2 separate regions of the Mus musculus genome follow, and region 2 is linked to region 1. The links are chromatin contacts, called in public HiChIP or PLAC-seq maps. All regions are on one chromosome and are shown on one strand. Each heading gives the region's core, a stretch centred on a gene start, on an enhancer-like site or on the middle of the called end of the contact. The rest is flanking DNA. Distances are from core to core; before and after follow the strand shown. Region 1 has its middle 9.0 kb from the start of Gm39024. Region 2 has its middle 8.4 kb from the start of Gm20670.

Region 1 (2,590 bases), core at 59-2,558:
TGGCTTCTTGGTCATGATGTTTGTGCAGGAATAGAAACCCTGACTAAGACACCAGGTCAAGGTGGGGCTAAGAACTACCAACCGTCTAGTATGGGGATCTCCATCCTGAGGCTGTCTGAGAACCTTGGCCACCAGAGCCCTCATTAGCACACAGAAACGATGCCTCATTTTGTAGCTTCCTTAGGCTTCAGGCACCATGTGGCTAGAAAGGCAAGAAGGCCAACCACAAAACTCTCAGCCAGTTCCCAGCAATTGTGACAGAACCATCTGAGATACCATACTTAAAAGTGGGAAAATCGATTCCAGAGCTCCTGTTTCTTTGAGGTGTCAACCGATGGTTACTTGGCCTTGTTAAGTCTTCAAGCCTGTGGCACAAAGAACACAAGGCAGGAAGTGTATGGGTGGAATGAAGGGGCTGTCGTCTTCATGGTGCCTGGCAAAGCAGGGACAGGAAGGGGCCTGGGCCTCAAGGATACATCTCCAGTGACCCAACTTCCTCCTAGTAGGTCCCCTTTCTTAAAGGTCCCACCACCAAGCAGAAACATCCAGCTGGGAACCAGACCTTTGAGGGAACACTCCACATCTGAGCTATAACACCCCACGTGCAATGCATGCTGTCTGGTGTCTGGAAGGGAAAGGAATGTGTCTGGGAGCTGCACACAGACTCCCCTTAGGGAAAAGCTACCATTTCTTCACTTGGTCTCAGTGGAGGGGGGCTGTCTTTGTATGGATTTGTCTCTGCCTGTGAGACCCACTCATGCCTGAAGTTCAAGGAAAGAGTCAGTGACTTGGGCAGGAGGTTCTTGCTGTTTTACTCAGATGTGAAACTGCGCTTCTGGGTAAGTTGAAACCCTGACTTTAGGGGCTTCTCTCCTCCTCCAGCCATGGTGGCCCAAACTGAGGCAGGAAGTCAGAGCCAACTGGTCAAAAAAAAGGGAGTGGGGGTGGAATGAGGGAGCTGAGGCTCCAGCCAACTCCTCAAAGCCCTGCTCTGTCCCTGTGGTCCTTCTCACAGGAAAAAATGTGACAGTCAAGCTCCTGTGGTATAAGAAGCCTGTGACAGAGACAAAGGGATAAGGTTCTGGGTAAAGCTGGGCCTGGTTGCTGAGAGCACAGAGGGACACAGAGGGAGGGAGGTCTTAGGGGTACTTTCTCATTCTGCATGGCTCCTTAACTAGCTGGGCTTCCACTGTGTGGGTCAGAAGGAAGGATGCAGAATCCAGCCCAGAGGAAGGCAGTGGGGCACACCCATCTGGCTGCCACCCACCCTCTGTGGTCACGTGCTGTGCCTGCCAGCCAAAGGTCCACAATGCAGCTTTGTGTGGCAGCTGGCTTCAAACACACATCAGTGTCTGGGTTAGCCCTGGCTGGCCAGCAGTACCAGTCCTGGAAGCCAGGGATGCCAGGCTAAAGAGGGAGAATGTACCCTGCCAACTCCTCCAGGGCCTGGGTCAGGCGCTCTCCAGGAAGCCCATGGGTGGCATCCAGGATCCTTCAGGGAACACCCAACACCCCTAGGGCCTATATATGGAAAATAGTTTGGCGACAGTGCATCAGCTAACAGGGTCTGTACGCACAAGGTCCATTTCCCTGGCCACTCAGCCACGACAGAACCATCTTGAGGATTTCTCCAGATAACCCCAGCCCAAAAGGAAGAATGAGAAATTTAAAAAGACAGTTTTGATACGTTTTCATGGTGATGCATGCTTTTATTTTTTATGAGTTTTTTTTTAATGTTAAAACACATTTTATAGATGAAATAATAAAGGCTTGATAGAGTATTTGTGAAAGATACTGAGAAAATTACATTGGTGATTCTATTTTCATCTGCTTAAAAATTTTAACTCGGCCAGGCGGTGGTGGCGCACGCCTTTAATCCCAGCACTTGGGAGGCAGAGGCAGGCGGATTTCTGAGTTCGAGGCCAGCCTGGTCTACAAAGTGAGTTCCAGGACAGCCAGGGCTACACAGAGAAACCCTTTCTCAAATTAATTAATTAATTAATTAGTTAATTAATTAATTAATTAAAAAATAAAAATTTTAACTCATGGATATATCTGGACACATGCCTTTAATCTCAGCGCTAGGGAGACAGAGGCAGAGAGATCTCTGAATTCAAGGCCAGCCTAGTCTATGGCCAGCCAGGAGTCACATAGTGAGACTCCAATTTTAAAAAAAACAAAAAACTTTTTTTTCTTCATGAAAATTGGCATTAATAATCCATAGTATGGCTGGGCTGGCTGGGTGCATTGAGAGCAGATGCTGGGTAGTCAGATAGGTAAAGGGGTTTCGTCAGCCCCCAGCAGGGAGCGCAAGGTACCTGGGCTTCCTGAACCCCGTGCACAGTGCTGGGACCATACACTCTCCCCTCTAGCTTATGGGGATGGAGATGCTGGTGACTAGCTAGTCCACCCAGTGCAGAAAGCACCTGCTTAGGTTTTCCTCAGCGGATGGAGGCACCCTGCATTCTCTCTGGCTCCGTTTGTCTGAGTGTTGTCTTCAAAGGGACGATTGGGTATGAAGGAGCAGAATTCTTGCCTGAATAACTCCAGTAAGGCCACCTGGATCTAAGAAACAACAGCCCTCCCCTGG
Region 2 (2,590 bases), core at 39-2,538, 83 kb before region 1:
ACCCTTCCTCTCTCCCTCAACAGGGAGAGGCATGAAGAGACAGGATAGCTCCCTCATCAGCAGTTCTGTCTGGCTGTAGGCTACTGCTCAGCAGAGCTGAGCCTGTCACTTCCCCAGAGCCTCTTCAGCCCCAGACACTTTTCACCCATCTCCTCTCTCTACCCTCTTCCTGTCCCGCTTCCCTGTCCTACCCCTTGGGGTATTTCACTGACTGAACACACAGGAGGACAGCTCACAAACTAACAGCAGTCCTGGGAGACAACTAGTGCTTGCCAAACAATGGGGCCACACTGGCAACCAACCTAGATACAGACGAGGGGGGGTTGGGATAGTAAGAGGACAGAAGCGGTTGCCTGTGTCATAGCGCTAAATGGAGCTGAATACACAAAAGGGTGTATGTGTACCACGGTGCAGTAAACATAGACTTCATATTTGACCAGGAAATAACTTCTCAAACCTGGCAGTCCTGGAGGGAGACTGGGCCAAGCCCAAGCCCCTCAAGATCTCCCTTTTCAGAGAGACTTAGTCCAAGCAAAGCGTTGTCTAAGGCCAGCATCCCACTATCAGCAACAGGAACTGTGGCAAGCTAGCTAACAAGGCCTCCAGATTACGTGAGGGAACCAGGGGGGCAGGGAAATTTTCAGTGAAAGCCTTTCTTATCTCTTTCTACAGAGGCCCAGGGCAGGAGAGTTCAGGGTGCCTGGAACACTGTCCGACATCGTGAGATACTAAGGACAAGTTGAATAGTTACTAGGGCTAGCCCAGACCCCTAGTCCTTAGGTTTGGGGGCCATTTCTTGCTCTAAGCTATTCTGCAGAGGCAGGCATCTCAGGACTGCTAGGGCAAAACGCAGTCACGCTTGCCTTAGGAATGGCCACAGCCAGAGTGGCTAGGGTAAGAGCCATCTAGACATTTAGAGATCTGTCCCTGGGGATGGGTGATGGAGCACCCTGTAACCTACCCGCCCCGCCCCAGGAAACTGGCTTAGGGTGCTGAAACATGTGGCTGACACCAGGGGCAGGGAGGAAGATGGCACCTTGAATGAGAGCTGACCAGAGGAAGCCGTTTAGAACAACAGGCAGGCAGAAGACAGGGGTCACTAGGGCGTCTTGCACACCCATCTCCCCAACAGTCCCCAGAACAGTGTAGTCAGACAAGCGACAACTCCGAGATTAATCTGGGAGCCTGTGGCCTGGGTCAGGGACGGTAGGCGGCAGTCACCGGTGTCCTGAAGTCTCGCAGCAGCCGCTCAAGCCCCCATTCCCGCGGTGGACAGGCAGCCCCGCCCACCCATGTCACGTGCCATCTCCAGTTGCACCGGAGACACCAGCAGACAGAAGCCCTGTCCTCCAGCCCCAGCCATGTCGCTGCCTGTGCTGACCCATTTTCTCTCCCACCACCCCAGCCAGAGCCCAGAATACACGCAGCCTCCCAGCAGAGTGGGTGCCACCCGCTCTCCCTACCCCCACGCCCCTCGCATGAGAGGTTTGGGGAAGTGGGTGAAGGGAGGCTGAGGGAAGAGGGGTGGAGGGAAGACAGAGAAGGCAGGAGAGGAGGAGGAAGGAGGGGGAGGCCACTCCAGTGCCTGCTGCCAGCTAAGGAGGAAACCTTGAAACTCAAAAGTGCACACCAGCCCCAGGCTAAGGATTCCAGAACTCCAACTCCACGCTCCTGCCCTAGAGGCTCCAGACTCGGTCTTCCCCTTTCTGTAACACTCATCTCCCTAGCTAGTCTTCCTCAGGCTTGGATATTTTTGAACAAGACCATTTCTTCATTGCCTATAAACTTGGGGAACTGAGGGTCCGTGGTGCAAGAAGGAAGAAGGTGACTGAAACTGATGTCAGCCTGGCGCTGGGAAACACGGGTCCTGTGGCCTCTTTCTCTGTCCTCAGAGGACACTCAAAGGCCAGTTGAAGTGGCCTAGCTGCCTAACATCACACCTGAGAATGTCTTCTGTCTGGCTCAGGTGCTCAATGCGTGTTAATGGCTTGCTGGAGAACATTCACAAACTGTCCCTCACAAAAGGACATTCACCAAGTACAGGGATGCATGCTAACACACTCTTCACAGAAACTGGAGCAGAATGTTCTAGAGCTGAGGCTGATTAAGTATTTACCAAAGGCCAAGCCATGGTCTGGGTCTGGGCACACCTCAGTTTAACCTCACACATAGCTCATAAAGGTTCATTACTGTCCTCCGAATTTTTCAAAGGAGGAGCCTGAGCCATTGCAAGAGTGGACTGCACGCCTGGCTCACACAAGCAAGACAGCCAGGATTGGAGTCTGTCTGGCTTCAAACAGTAAGATAAAGACTAGGCCTTTCCAGTGCCTATGTTACATGAATTGTTTTCTCACTGAGAGTACTGTTTGCTGCCACCTTTCTAAGACACCTAAGGAAGAAGTGGTAGCCTTGCACAACTGAAGCTTTTACAGGACAGTGGGGGGAGTCCTGCAGCCAGCCTGCTCCTTATGTGACCCTGTCCACAAGCCTAGACCCAAGGTTCCCCTCAGGTCAGGGATACAGAAGAGTCAAGGGCAGAGACCCACACTGACCTTGGAAACCAGCTAGGTGACCTTAGGGCTGAGACATG

Evidence for each region. HiChIP or PLAC-seq counts read pairs in DNA pulled down with a chosen protein or histone mark.
Region 2: a contact with region 1 is called in an H3K27ac HiChIP or PLAC-seq map of the HPC-7 cell line, with 4 times the contacts expected there. The contact joins two enhancer-like sites. A contact is called at or near these places in 4 of 39 promoter capture datasets (the C10 cell line, the HPC-7 cell line, hematopoietic stem and progenitor cells and 1 more), 1 of 15 datasets of contacts at CTCF or cohesin (large pre-B cells), 11 of 484 Hi-C or Micro-C datasets (3T3-L1-derived adipocytes, the AML12 cell line, CD4 T cells and 8 more) and 7 of 115 datasets of contacts at active chromatin or transcription factors (the HPC-7 cell line, astrocytes, embryonic stem cells and 2 more).

The regions. Positions count from the first base shown.
Region 1 is chr7:63,964,064-63,966,653 of GRCm38.p6, reverse strand. No RefSeq gene overlaps it. Among named protein-coding and RNA genes, the nearest start is that of Gm39024, 9.0 kb to the right of the region's middle. Within about 2 kb of position 1,308, at least 105 of the 459 cell types and tissues checked have an H3K27ac peak or open chromatin away from gene starts, as enhancers often do. A contact at or near this core is called in the HPC-7 cell line, cerebral cortex, cortical neurons and 1 more, where this site is marked.
Region 2 is chr7:64,047,484-64,050,073 of GRCm38.p6, reverse strand. No RefSeq gene overlaps it. Among named protein-coding and RNA genes, the nearest start is that of Gm20670, 8.4 kb to the left of the region's middle. Within about 2 kb of position 1,288, at least 268 of the 459 cell types and tissues checked have an H3K27ac peak or open chromatin away from gene starts, as enhancers often do. A contact at or near this core is called in the HPC-7 cell line, cerebral cortex, cortical neurons and 1 more, where this site is marked.